2 separate regions of the Sus scrofa genome follow, and region 2 is linked to region 1. The links are chromatin contacts, called in public HiChIP or PLAC-seq maps. All regions are on one chromosome and are shown on one strand. Each heading gives the region's core, a stretch centred on a gene start, on an enhancer-like site or on the middle of the called end of the contact. The rest is flanking DNA. Distances are from core to core; before and after follow the strand shown.

Evidence for each region. HiChIP or PLAC-seq counts read pairs in DNA pulled down with a chosen protein or histone mark.
Region 2: a contact with region 1 is called in an H3K27ac HiChIP or PLAC-seq map of skeletal muscle. The contact joins two enhancer-like sites. A contact is called at or near these places in 1 of 47 Hi-C or Micro-C datasets (skeletal muscle) and 1 of 2 datasets of contacts at active chromatin or transcription factors (skeletal muscle).

Annotation. Positions count from the first base shown.
Region 1 is chr7:95,882,072-95,889,345 of Sscrofa11.1, reverse strand. It overlaps RGS6 (regulator of G-protein signaling 6), which reads right to left. Exons shown (of 19, transcript XM_021099946.1): 15 at 3,528-3,714. Among named protein-coding and RNA genes, the nearest start is that of DPF3, 370 kb to the left of the region's middle. Within about 2 kb of position 4,560, at least 4 of the 83 cell types and tissues checked have an H3K27ac peak or open chromatin away from gene starts, as enhancers often do. A contact at or near this core is called in skeletal muscle, where this site is marked.
Region 2 is chr7:96,101,960-96,109,233 of Sscrofa11.1, reverse strand. The region is part of intron 3 of DPF3 (zinc finger protein DPF3); the gene reads left to right. Among named protein-coding and RNA genes, the nearest start is that of DPF3, 150 kb to the left of the region's middle. Within about 2 kb of position 2,448, at least 6 of the 83 cell types and tissues checked have an H3K27ac peak or open chromatin away from gene starts, as enhancers often do. A contact at or near this core is called in skeletal muscle, where this site is marked.

The DNA.
Region 1 (7,274 bases), core at 3,311-5,810:
TATTTTGTCTTTTTGCCTTTTCTAGGGCCACTCCCGTGCATATGGAGGTTCCCAGGCTAGGGGTCGAATCAGAGCTGTAGCCACCGGCCTGCGCCAGAGCCACAGCAACGCGGGATCCGAGCCACATCTGCAACCTACACCACAGCTCACGGCAACGCCGGATCGTTAACCCACTGAGCAAGGGCAGGGACTGAACCTGCAACCTCATGGTTCCTAGTCGATTGGTTAACCACTGCACCATGAAGGGAACTCCTGTCATTGTGATTTTGAGACTGCTCCTTGGAAAGGCAGGGTAAATAAAGCTAATGACATGAAGTACTAATGCTATTGTCTATGGCATCCTTGAGAACGAGGATTCTCAGCCTGGAAAAAGGAGACACAGACCTAAGAAAGAAGAGGTTAGATAAAATCCCCTACAGTTTCCAATGTGAATTGAAAATAAATATCAGTATGAATTCATGACGTATTTGTATCAGAAACAACCACCACCTATTTCCTTGCTCTGTCCGCTAGAAAGGCTTAAATATGATGACCAACCCAGGAACAATACGTGCCTCTAAGTGCCCAGATTATGATCTCTAAAAACCATTTCCCACTGAGGGGAACCAGGGATTCTTGGAGAACTAGTTGATTTTAGGTCTGGGGAAGAGCCTGGATCATCTTAGCTTCCTTGATATTTGGGTGACATCAAAGACTACTTAGGGTCATATCAGAAGGAACCAACTGAGCAGAAATGACACACTCCATTTCTGGAGTATCAAAAAAGATAATAACCAAAGTGGATTAAAATTTATCAAGTATGTTTAAACCAATGCGTTTGCAAGGATACTAAAAATTACCAAAAACCCTAATTGATGCCCATTGGAAGATGACAGTAAACCACTGTGTTTCCAATACTTCCAGATAAAGGGGATGAGTCAAACATGTTCCCCATCTTTCCCATGTGAATTGTATTACTAGATAATCGGATGGTAGATGCATTTGATTATTTGTATTTCAGTTAATAAATAGTAGGATTAGAGTACCATTTTATGACCTGTGATTAACAGTGGATCTAAGCAATAAACATCAATAGCTGCTCCAACCACAAAGAGAGACAACTAGACACAAGGTACCTTCTGACAAGAGAGGGCAACATAGTCTAAGAAGTAGTTTTGCCTACAAAAATCAAACTTAAATCTGATTAAATATCTAAGTTAAACAACCAGTTTATAGGAAAGATGTGATAGAAGAACACGTTAAATAGCACCACAGGGTTGCAATCAGAAAAATCCAGACTGTGGAATCTCTCCAGCAAGGATCCAATTTCTTCATCAAATAAATTGCAAGGGGTTGGTGGTGGGGGTGGGAGGAGGTACAAGGCACTTAAAAGACATGGTGATCTACTGTGATGTGTGAGCCTTATTTGGATTCTGCTTTTGAATAATGATTTTATAAAGGCATTTGGGGAATTACTGTGAATTTAAACACTTGTATGACATTTGGTGTATTGAGAGATAACTGCTAATTCGTTAAGGTATGATGGTAATGATAAAACCAAAAGGTCAGTGTCTCTTAGAAATACATCACTAAGTATCTACAGATGAATATTTGCTTTAAAACAACCCAGTGGTAGATGAAAAAGTAGGTAGGGACAGATAAAATGACATCGGTCTTGTACTGATGATCGCTGAGGCTGGATGAGGGTCCACAAAAGTTAGACCCTCTGTTCTTTCTATTTTTCCACAGGTTTACAAATTTCCATAATAAAACATTAAGATAAATCCTTCCTGAAGTCTTGCTTGGAGCTATAACACTGGGTGGGGAGCATCATGGTTCTGACCAATATCCTTTTTCTCATGTTTCATGAATAATGGAGAGTTGAGGTTTGTGCTTCAGATTGTTTGTCTGGAAAGGTTTTCTATTACTCACAGAGCTTCTCTATCACCAGTGGAGATTCTCCATCATCCATGGAGTTTCTCTACACTCATGGTGCTTCTCCATTACCCATGGAGTTTCTCCATCTCCCATGGAGCTTCTCCATCACCAGTGGAGATTCTCCATCATCCACGGAGCTTTTCTATCACCCATGGAGCTCTCCATCATCCATGGAGTTTCTCTACACTCATGGTGCTTCTCCATCACCCATGGAGCTTCTCCATCATCCATGGAGCTTCTCCATCACCAGTGGAGATTCTCCATCACCCACGGAGCTTCTCCATCACTGATGGAGATTATCCATCACCCACGGAACTTCTCCATCACTGATGGAGATTCTCCATCATCCTTGGAGCTTCTCTGTCATTCTTCTTACCAGGATACATCACTATGTGCTCGGAAGCATACATACACACACATACAAAAGTCTATGAGAAAAAAAAGATTTAGCATAACTTCGATATTTTGCTATGAAGCTGCAAAGAGTGTGAAGGACTCAAATTTTTATAAAGCAGTCAGTGAACGTCACAGAACCAAATCTATCTGGCACAGGCATTCAGCCTAACTCATAGCCAGAAAGGGAAAAAAGATAGTCATGGTATTGAGGTTGGCAGGTGTTTCCATACCGAAGTTCTGAGCAAATGACAAGGCAAATCTGAATGACGAGGGACATTGGTTGTGTTCTCATGCCATTATTTGCATCAGTGACTGAGTTTCCTAAATTAGATAATAATGTCCATGGGAGAGCAATCTAGACAAATTCTCACCTGGGGACCCCATCGGTGAGAGACTAGGAGACAAGAGCAAAACCTTAAGGCTGGAGGAAATAAAAATTAGAAGCCAGGAAGTGAGAAACAGATCTGATGCTTATTTTCAGAAATGGTACCTCCCAGCCCTCAAGTTCGGTTTGCTGTTTAGCGTGGCTTCTCTGAATTCAGTTTCTTTCTTCGCCAGCCTCACCAGCATCTCTGCACTAATTGTATTATGTAGGGCTGGCAGTCTCCCCCACCCCTACCTACGGCTTCCTTAAACTCTAGGGCTCATTCTTTTGAGGCACTTCATTTATTGGTGAAATTACCCATTTCCTTGTCTTTCTCCTCTACCAGCCTTTAACTTCTCAGACAGGGGCTTTGGTCTGTTGCTTGTGATATCTCATCACATGGAACAAGGCATGGAATATAGACACACTCCCTCATCAGCCCCCAGGGTTGGGGGTCACTGTGGAAGCAGTGCGGGGTGGTAGTTATGAGTGTGGGCTTGACCCCCCAGCCTGCCAGCTTACTATCCCCACTTTGCTGATGTGGTGCTCTGGTTTCCAGATTCTACTATCATTTATTACAGGACTTTAGGTTTTGCAAAACACTTCGAGATTTTCCTGGGAAAGATAACATGTATAACAGTAATTTTCTATGGAATACATAACTCAGGAAAACAGTCCCCCTGGAATTTCATTGTGCATCTGTGTGGAAAGGTTTCCACTGGTGGCTTTATAAATAATAAAACCTGAAATCCTAACTCCATACAATGCCTTGGACTCGGATTAAAGGGTGGGGTGGTGAAGTGAACATGTGAACATCTGGGGACAGAACTATTTGACTAGATAAGCAAACCTGGGCATCTTCGAATGTGTATCTCCCTCCATCTTTGACGTTTTGACTGGTTATCTCGTAGCTGTGAGAATCCAGGTTGATTGCACTTGGGGCCCCTGGAGCCAGAAACTCTTGCCAGATTTCCTCCACTCTCCTGGCCACATCCTGGAGGGGCTGTTTCTTAAGATCTTGGACCGCCAACCAGAACCTGGAATGGAAGCACAAAGACAGTCAGTAGCCCTCTGCTGGACATGCTCCCAGAACTGACATCACAGGGCACTCGTTCTGCTGCATCCCCCAGCCTTCCCCGCAGCCCCGTCACAGGTCACAAAGGCTGCAGGGACTGCTGAGCATACAAAGGTGCTCCATTATCGCACTAGTGCGTGTTAGAAGATGACTATGCTTTTGGTTACCAAAAAGAGATTTATCTCCCCTTACATCCAGGGTCTGCTGCCTTAGCACTGTTGCCTTTTCAGGCTGGAAACTCGTTGTTGTGGGGGCTGCCCTGTGCACTGAGAGATGTTTAGCATCAACCTTGGCTTTGACCCATCGATGCCAGTGGCATCCCCTCCCTGAGTGTTGACAACCAGAAAACTTTCCGGACATCACCAAATGTCCCCTGGGAGGTAACACTAGTTGAGAACCACCACTTGACACAGATGCCACTGCACGGACAACATGAGTCTCTCTGCAGTGTCTAGTTGGGATCCATCAGAGGCATCAAAAAGAAGGAGAGATCACGGAAGCAGATAGAGTCTTGGAGCCATTAGGAATATTCGAGCTGGAAGAACCCAGTCATTCAGGTTGTAGATGGAGAAACCGAGCCTGTTTGCCACAGCAGCATCAGGCATGATGCTTGGCACACAGTAGGTGCTCGATAAATGTCTGTGGGATTGCAGATGGACTCATTTGGAACAAAGCTGAAGGGACATACATGGGGAACCTCTCTACCAAAAGATTCTCCAGGGATCGCTGGAGAGAAACCACCCCCTTCTCATGAGCGTCTGCCTCTCACGAATCCCCGAGCCTCAGCATGGTGTGGAGAGAGCTGGGCATGAGCTGTGAGCTCTTTTCTGCAGAGAGCAGCAGCAGCGGCAACCAGCACCAATTGGACTACAGCTCCCTAGGTCATGGGCAAGGTTCCCAAGGCAGCCCTGGAGAGGGCTTTCAGCAGGACTCAGGTCTGGATGGCACTTTTTGTGACCTGTAAACAAAAAACCCTCCAGTGTCCCCATCAATGAGATGTCAGGACAGGCCCCTGGCTCTGTGGTTCCCGCAGCCACGGGAATCACACTCTTAACTCAAAGAAAGGGCAGGGACAAAAGAAGCTAAACATGAATCCTACCCAGAGTAAGATGTACTCTTTTTTTTTTTTTTTTTTTTTTTTTTAAAGGTTAGGCATGTTTTTCTGTTGCTGTTCATAGAACTGTTTTTGGAGCCCCGTGCATGGCCCGAAGGTGCCACCCAGTGGCCACCCTAGGTAACGCAGCTCCATTTCCAGAAGGAGAGGACTGGGAGTGCGTGCAAATGTGCTCCGACTTTCCCCTTGATTTGCCATGTGGAATTCTGACGGTGTCCTTAAAGAAAACCCTCAGGATTCCCTCCTTGGTCCTGACTTCACTCAACCAGAAGATGAGGAATCTTCACATCCTGGCTATGCTGCTCCCTTGGAATTGTTGTATCTTTCTGGGCATCTCTTTCCTCATGGTACAATGGAGGGCTATATGACACGGGTCTGAGCCCGTCCCATCCAGGTGTAACTGAAATGCTTTCAGGCCCCGTGGGTGGGAGCTGTGGAGGGAGAAGCATGGCAGCCACAGGGTCCATCCCAGGCCAGTCTGAGCCCTCAAGTCACCTCTTTCTTGGGTGGCCTGAGAAGAAGATGCTCAGGCTGCTGCCGCGGCCATCTGCCATCACCTGCCCTTTAACGCCATCCCTCTGTCTTTCTGCCACAGGCCTTTGGCACTCCGGTCCTCTGGCTCCCTGGCGTGAAGCAAACAGTGATGGTTTGTCACCCAAGCCCAGAGGGGAGGTGAGTGGCAGCGTGTGAAGGGAGCTAACTGCTCAGTTGTTCAGGAGAGCCCCTGAAAGGCAGCTGGGAGGGGCGTCCTCTACCCCCACCCCACCGCCCACTCCCTAGGTTCCTTAAGTCTCACTGTCCCCCCAGCCCCACCCCCTGCCAGGTCCACCGTGACATGAAAGAGGAGGCCGGTGCATAAAGGTGAAATTGGCCATCTGGGGGTGACAGGACCTACAAGCCTTTCTTGTCCCAGAGGACAGCGTTTGATGGGCAGGTACAATTTAGGAACCCAGCTCTAAAGAAAGGAGTTGGTGCTGGTTTCTCAAAGGAGTAGAGGAGGGCTAATGGGAAGCTGGGTGAGTTCTCTGCAGCCCCAGGGAGTCACCTCTGGGCTGAGTCCTGGACCAGAAGCAACTTCTCTGGGTCAGCATCCTTCCCAAGCCAACCGGACTCTGCCATTTCTCACACAAGTGTCACTCAGGCAATTTCCTGCTCCCTCAGTTTCAACGTCATGGGTGTCACCTTCTGTCCCTTGTTCCAGTCTGCTCTGAGGACCTGGCAGCTTTTGAGCGGGGCAGGCTCCCCGTGATTCCCGAGGCCTCAGCATCGCTTTGGCAGAATAAGCTGGCAGTCACATGCATGCACATCATTCAGCCGGATAGAGAGAAGGTCTGGGGTGCAGGTAAATGAAAATTTCTGAATCAAAAAAATTTTTTTTTGTCTTTTTAGGGCCGCACCCGCGGCATATGGAGGTTCCCAGACTAGGGGTTGAGTTGGAGTTGTAGCCACTGGCCTACACCACAGCCACAGCAACGCCAGATCCAAGTCACGTCTGCGACCTACACCACAGCTCAGGGCAATGCCAGGTCCTTATCCCACTGAGCGAGGCCAGGGGTCGAACCTGCATCCTCATGAATCCTAGTCTGATTTGTTTCTGCTGAGCCATGACAGGAATGCCCCGAATCAAATTTAATAAAATTTTACATAAAAAATGAAAAGGTTCCCTTTGTCAGGTAAAACCAAGAATTTTTAGAAAAGGACAAAAAGAAACAACAGGCATTCAGGAGGAGGGGGAAGAAGAGGTGGGGGAGGTGGGGGGGGCGCGACATTCCTCAGACAGCCGGTTCCTCTCCCTGCATGTGGGGACTATCTCAGCCTTCTGTCTGCCTAGGAGATGACCTGTCTTAGCCCTCTCAGGTGACAGCAAAAATGCTGTCACAACAGCATCCTGACATCCCACATGTGTGTTTACCATCAGTGGCTTTGAAGAAGCTTTGTGTCAATTTGAAATTCAGAACAGGCTTGGTTTGTATTTGCTATCTGTGAGCCCAGGGGCCTTAGCTGAGGGCTCCAAGCCCCGGATGCCTGGCTACCTTCCCCTGGAAAGAGCTGCAGGAGCTCCCCTCCCACATCTACTGCAGACAGGAGGCCCACTGAGGCCTGTGCGGCTTCTGCTCTTATCAAAAGCCTGCAGGAACCGCTCCTCTAGGGCACCAGCCGGGGGGAAGGTGCCAGTGGTGCAATGGACCCACCAGGCCTGCACTAAGCCGCTGTGGCTTCTTGTGGCAGAAGGGCTGTCATGACTGATGGGCCACGAGGGTGTGCGGGGATCAGGAGACCGCCTGTCCTACTTCACGCAGCCAGCAGGCTGGGGAGGCAGCCGCTGGCAGCATGTGGTCCGCGTTGCTGGCTCAGTCATGCGGGTGGAGACCAGCCTTGCCAGAGAGACAGCCCGGGCTCAGACACCC
Region 2 (7,274 bases), core at 1,199-3,698, 220 kb before region 1:
CCCAGCCCTTTGAGGCCCCAAAACTCTCTGAACTGGGCTCCTACTCTTCCCTCAGGCTCACTGTGCTCTGGGCAGACAGGCCCCAGACTCAGGGCCTTTGCACTGATGGCTCCTTTGCCTAGAAAGTCCTTTTCTGATTAGCAGGGTGGGCTCCTGGCCCACATCTAACAGTGTCACCACCGTTTCAGCTTCCCCGCTTCTGCTCTGCTTTTCTCCCAAACACCGATTACCCCCTGTCATTCTGTGGGTCTCTTGTTTATGTCTTATTTCTCCCCCACTAGACTGTAACTTGTATGAGGCAAGAATTTTTGTGTCTTGTTCACAGAGAGAAAGCTGTGTGTTCACAGCACCTAGAATAGAGCCTGGCACATTGTCAAATGAATGAGCAGAGCAAGGCCTCTTCCATGTGGTTCTGCTCTGATTTCCAAATCTACCACCCCTGGATTTGGAGCAGCCTCTTGGCCTACAAGCTGTGTCCCATCCTCTGCCTCCTCTGTCCTCTTAACTGCTCCAGACTTGACTTCTTTGCTTCTGTTCCCCCAGGGCCTGCGCTCAGGCAGGCGGAGCTATGCCCCCACCGTGTCCAATGGTCTGAGAGCCTCAGGTGAGGAGATTTGGCGAGAAGTACAAGGAGAGAGAGGCTCTAGGAGGTGAAAAGGAGGGGCTCACGTTCATTGAGCATATTCTCTGGGCAAATACTCATATGCATTATCTTGTTTGGCCCTGTAACACCGCCGGGAAGTGGGCTTTGTTCTACAGATGAGGAGGTCAAGGCCAAGTGTGCAGTGTAGGCAGCAAGAGCTGAGATTTCACCCCAGACAGCTTCTCTCACTTTCCAGTGATCTGTAGTCCCTCAAACCATTTCATCATTCAGTGCGTCTCCATCATCCTTCTCCTCCCTGCCCTTCCTGCTGAGTTGTGTTGACTTGGTCTACTGGCCAGTCCAGTGCTGAGGGTCCAGCTCAGTGGTGAGCATCCTTTGACAGTGTGGGTGTTTTCTGTGTCTCAGGGATGGGAAAACGCTTATCTGCGGGGCTGACCTCTGGGGACTGGCTCCAGGGGGCCCATCCTTACATGTTGGCTTTGGGGAGGGTGGGTAGTCACAGCAGAGAGTGGGGACCACAGGCCTTTTGGGGAATGTTGTGTGGATATCCTGGGCTTCTAGAACATCTGGTAACGAGGGCCTGCAGGGTGCAGACTGGGAGATGGGTCCTCATTGCAAACCTCATCTATTTTGAGCTTTATGAATCACAAAACAGAGAGTCAAATGCAGCCAAGAAAATGGCACCCCTGAGGAAGAGCAGATGGATTCCCGAGCCTGCCCATCTCAGGAAATCAGAGCTTTGGTCCCCTCCAATCTCTTCCCTTGTGGGGCGAGAGATAACAATACCCCCCCACCTCCATGAGCCTGAGAGTCTGAAGGGGATAAATGAAATAATAATGCTTAAGCTTCTTGCTCCTTGGGATAAGTTCATGTGTAAATCCAAGGAAATGTGATGAGCTTAACTCTTCAAAATAATAAGCCCCCAGAAGAGAAAACCACACATTTGTATTTTTTAAAATTTTTTTTTCTTAAAAAAAATTTTTTTTTGTCTTTTTTAGGGCTGCTTCCGTGGCATATGGAGGTTCCCAGGCTAGGGGTCTAATTGGAGCTGCAGTTGCCAGCCTACGCCAGAGCCACAGCAATGCGGGATCCGAGCTGAGTCTGCGACCTACACCACAGCTCATGGCAATGCCGATCCTTAACCCACTGAGCAAGGGCAGGGATCGAACCCACAACCTCATGGTTCCTAGTTGGATTCGTTAACCACTGCGCCACAACGGGAACTCCCACATTTGTATTTTTAAATAAAACCTGAAGGCAGGTTAAAAAAAAAAATCTGCGCACTCATGATATAGCAGGAAGATTGTCTGCCGTTGTCTGTGGGGTTTCTCCCTCTTTGCACCACAACTCTATCACCAGGCTCCTGCGTCAGAGAGAGCCTGTGATGGATGGATGGATGGATGTGCCTTGTCGGGGTGTTTCACCACGATTTCCCTTGGGGCAGTCTGTCTATTGGCAGAGCATATCCTCCCCGAAGATGGTATCTCTTGCAAACTCGACAGCTAACAGACAGCTCCTCTCTTTGTGTATTTCCCCAAAGAAGAACTGTCTTAATCTGTTTTTTATATGGCATATTTTATTATAATCCATATATGACTTGCAGGTTCCTGGTCCTCCATCCTGAGCCAAAGAAAAAAAAAAGAAAAAGAAAAAATGCACGAGGAGTCAGAGGCTTCATGAGCCTGTGACATCCAAGTGTTTGCATTTTTAAATGACCTGGGATTTAATTACTCTCTGTGCTCCCATGTTGCACTTTCGGGCTCGTCTTGTCTGCATCCTGTTAATGAGCTCAGTGGCTCCACAACCCAGTGGAAGTCTTGCATTTGGTGCATTGGGTGGCGGGCTTGGAGCACCTGTGTCAAAAGCCTGTGGCTTTGATCTCCACCCGAGAGGATGGCTGCCCAGTCCACAGCCCTGGAGAGGAGCCATCGCTCTTCACTGGTGTTTTTTTTTTTTTTTTTCTTTCCTTTTATTTGCATTTTTCTTTCTTTCTTTCTTTTTTAAAAAAAGACTTTCTATGCTTCAATCCTTGTTTGTCTAAGAGGCTTTTTTTTCTTATTTGGAAACCGATTTCCTTCGGTTTGCACAGAAGCTGTCTCTGGTGTGATGGATCGTGCTGGAAGTCACCCAAGGAGTATCTCTGTTCCCAATTAGAAGTGGAGGCAGAGCTGCATACGGGGGCCCGGGGAGGCGGCTGGCTTGGGTGACAGCTGCTGCTGCTCTGGAGAGAGTAACGATCCGTGGGTTTATATCCATGTGTATAAAAATCAGGCTAATTTAAAGATGAATTATGTGTGTGTTTTAGACCATTTTCTTTGAATGTTAAGTGTCGGATGGCCTCTGTCAGGTTACATGGTCCCCAAATTTGTGTGAGGGTCAAAATGAGTACAGTTTTAAAGAATTGCTAAATCCTGTATCCAGATGAGCTGTATTAGACTAAAACTGAATCAATGAAATCCCTTCGGACTCCATAGGGAGAGTGTCTAGGATGTATGTTGTGCAAGAGCTTGGACCTGTTACCTTATTTTTCCTTCACTCTGGAACCTCCTGTGGTTCAGAGCCAGAGAATGTACCCTCTGCTGCTTTGTTGGGAGGGCACTGGTTAGCCTGTCACCCTGACCTTGTGAGCTTTACCCATAGTGCTTTGAAACCAGGCTCTGCCAGGAGTCAGCTAGAATGCAGTTCTGGAATGGCGCTCCGCTGGGGATCAGGTAGACAACACTAAGAACCTGTTTAAAGTCCTTCCATTTGGGGGGAAGCAAAATTATAGCAAATGTTGCTTTTAATGCTCTAAACCTGTAGTGTTTAATACAGTAGCCACCAGCCACATGCGGCTGTGAAACACTTGAAATGTGGCTAGTCTGAATGGAGAGGTAAGTGTAAAATACACACTAGATTTTGAAGGCTTAATGTAAATAAACTAGCATGGTATCTCACAATAATTATAAAACATGGATTGCATGTCAAAGTGATACTATTTGGGATACATTGGATTAGATAAAATATACATTAAGATTAATCGCACCTGTTGCTTTTTATTTTTATAAGTGTAGCTACTAGAAAGTTTAAAATTATGTAAATGGATCACATTATGTTTCTATTGGACAGTGCTGCTGTCTCATTAAAGTCAGAATCATTCAAACTTTGATAATAATAACACGTAGCATATATAGGGCACTTAGAACATCCAGGCTCTTTTTGTCTTTTTAGGGCTGCACCTGAGGCATATGGAAGTTCCCAGGCTAGGGGCTGAATCGGAACTGCAGCTGCCGGCCTACACCACAGTTTTATATATATATATATATATATATATATATATATATACACACACAATTTTTAAAATTCTTTTCCATTATGGTTTATCATAGGTGATCTAATTTTGAATCTTAAGGGTTTTTTTATATTTTTATATTAAAGTGGATTTACAATGTTCTGTTAACTTCTTTTCTTTTCTCTCTCTCTTTTTTTTTTTTTTGTCTTTTGTCTTTTTAAGGCCTCACCCGTGGCATACGGAAGTTTCCAGGCTAGGGGTCTAATCAGAACTGTAGCCACTGGCCTACGCCACAGCCACAGCAACGCCAGATCCAAGCCATGTCTGTGACCTACACTACAGCTCACGGCCATGCCAGATTCTTAACCCACTGAGGGAGGTCAGGGATTGAACCTGCCACCTCGTGGTTCCTGGTCAGATTTGTTTCCGCTGCGCCGTGATGGGAACTCCTGTTTTGTCAATTTCTGCCGTACAGCAAAGTGGCCCTGAATGTATACATGCATTCTTTTTCTCACATTATCCTTCATCACGTTCCATTACAACTGACTAGGTATAGGTCCCTGTGCTATTCAGCAGGATCTTATTGCTTATCCACCAAAGGCCATAGTTTGCATCTATTATTCCCAATGAATCTTAAGTTTTGAGTAGAAAAAAGACGAAACAAAAATTGTCTCATTTTCCACTGTTTCTCATACTAGTTTTTTTGTGGATCTTTTTGCAGTGTATTACCATGGTTAATTCTACAAAATAGATACTGCGATCAACACTACGAAATAGATACTGTAATCATTCCCATTTAACACATAAGGAAAGGGAGACTTAAAGGTTCAAGTAACTACTCTATGGCCCCACCGCTAATGCATGGCCAAACCAGGGTTTGACTCCAGGGGCTTCTGAAAGCAGAACTTCTATGAGCCAATTAAATATTTTGGTAATTAGTCAAGGGTCATGCCACTAAATTTCTCTGTGACTGCGGGAGAGCCTCTCCGTCTTTCTGTGCTCTGCTTTCTTTGTTAAGGGACTGGACTGTAGTTACTGTCAGGGGTGCCTTCTAGCTCTTTGCATGTAGGAAAGCCCAGTTCCCTCTTCCCATCTTGGTTCTCTTCTCTCTCTTGCTTCTGACTCTGTGCCCATCTCGGAGGACCGGAGGACCAGAGGACCAAGAGGGTAGATTGCCCGATGGGAAAGCACAATGGAGGAATAGTTAGCAGGGGAGGAAGAAGGAGCAGGAGGAGGAGGGAGGGATGGAAATTTCCACGAGGTCAGTACTGTTGTGCAGAGTGAGCTCCACATGGGGATGTTCGTATAGAACCGAGGCCAGAACGTTGACACAAACCTGCCCTCAGCCTTGGCAAAGGTCTGCCTTTTATCTTGAAATATGAAAACCGTGGAGAGGGCCCAGGAATTCAGTGAACGTGCACAAAAGTTTGGAAAAAGTCTTCTCATGGAGGGACCAAAGCAAGGCAAGGGGGAGGTCCATAGAGCTGAGAGATTGAGTGAGTGGGTTCTGCGGTAGTTTGGGGTCGAGGCTGGACTTTGCCCCTTACCAGTTGTGTGACATCTATCAAGTTCTAAGCCTCCCCAAGCTGCAGCCTCCTTATCTGTAAAGTGGATGATACCTGTGCTCCCCTCTTGGGTGTGGTGGGGATTAAGTATCCATCGCAGTAGTGACGGCCACATTGGAATGTTTACTCTGTGCCAAGCACTCTGCATGTACACTAGCCTATCTGTGCTCATCTGGGTTCAGCCCGAGCCTGCAAACTACTAATAAGAATACAAGTGGGGGAGTTCCCGTTGTGGTGCAGTGGAAACGAATCCAACTAGGAACCGTGAGGTTTCGAGTTCGATCCCTGGCCTTGCTTGGTGGGTTAAGGATCTGGTGTTGCTGTGAGCTGTGGTGTAGGTCGAAGATTTGGCTTGGATCCTGCGTTGCTGTGGCTGTGGTATAGGCCGGCAGCATAGCTCGGATTGGACTCCTGGCCTGGGAACCTCAATATACCATGGTGCAGCCCTAAAAAACAGAAAAGAATACAAGTGGGGCTCTTATCACCATCTTAACCTTGTCTAGGAGAGATCATTTGGCTACATTCGTGTCCTGCTGTGTGCTTTTGGTGAAGTTACTTCACTTCTCTGAGCCTAAGGTGACTCATTTATAAAATGAGATGATTGAAGCAGAATATCTATAAGCCTTTTTCAGCTCTAAAATACTATGCAGTTCTGGAAATAGGATTTCTTTAGTGTTGAAAAGGCTAATGGGGGTTACTAAAATATGAACTTCTATAGATATATCAAAATATATGATTAGTATAAGTCTGAGGGGTGGGGAACAGCTGTTCTCTTTTAACTGAGGACAGGACATGAGGCAACACATTTTAATTGTTTTCGATGACACATTTGGAAGCCTTTCCTGACTCGGGAGAAAGAGTAATATGTCCTCAGAGCCGGCTCTGGAGCTGCACACTCTGAACTCATTAAAGCAGGCAGTTGACCCTTTTTCTGACTCTCAGACATAACCTCATTGGACAGACCTTCCCCGACCCCCTGATCTTCAGCAGCCCCCCACCCCTGTATTCTTCCTTCACATTTCTGCTCTGTTGTTTTCCTCCACAGCACCTATGACATCCTGTCATTGCACATTTATTTTGTATTTGACATTTAATGTCTGTCTCTTTAGATTGGAAACCACCTAAAGGCCAGGTTGGTGGTTATTTGGTTCCCCTTCCATGTACCTGGTCCTAGCATAGCAGTGGTCGCCATGCAGAGGTGCTCAGCAAGTATTTGTTGAAGGAAGAGAGGGGTGAATGAGTTTCAGAGGTGGTTGATTTGGTAGTAGTGCTTCTTGATGGAGGTGGAGCCTCTGCTTGCCTTTTTTTTAGGAAGAAAAATCCCCAAGACCTGGTCTTTTAAGGGGCTTTAGATACTGTTTCTCCTTCCTGCCACTGCCTTCTGGGGGTGTGAGCTTCTTCAGTTTAAAGGGCTGCCCGAGCACCCTTCCTTGTGCATCAGGTCCTGGTGGAGGAGACAGAACTGGTAGGTGGAATTCCATTTGTGCCAGAATAAAACCCAGTGGAACATGGCTTGATCATGCTGGTTATTTCCGTTTGCTCTCCAAGATCAGCTCTTTGTCCTTCTTTCCACTGCCCTGTGCCTTAGGAAGCTGACCTCGGCTGCAGCAGCGAGGCTCCCTTGCCCTCTGGCTCCTGGCTGAGGTCAGCCAATGGGAGGGCAGAGCAGAAGGACAAGGATGGAAGAAGAGAGAGGCTGGGCGCGTGTGCTGTTTCTCTGGCCCCCAGGCTCACAGAGCCCTCCGTGGTGCCCTCTTCAGGCCTTGCAAACACTCTCCCTGTCTCTCCCAATAGCGGTGCTCATGGGTCCCCGCTGTTGACTCCCCTGGGCGCT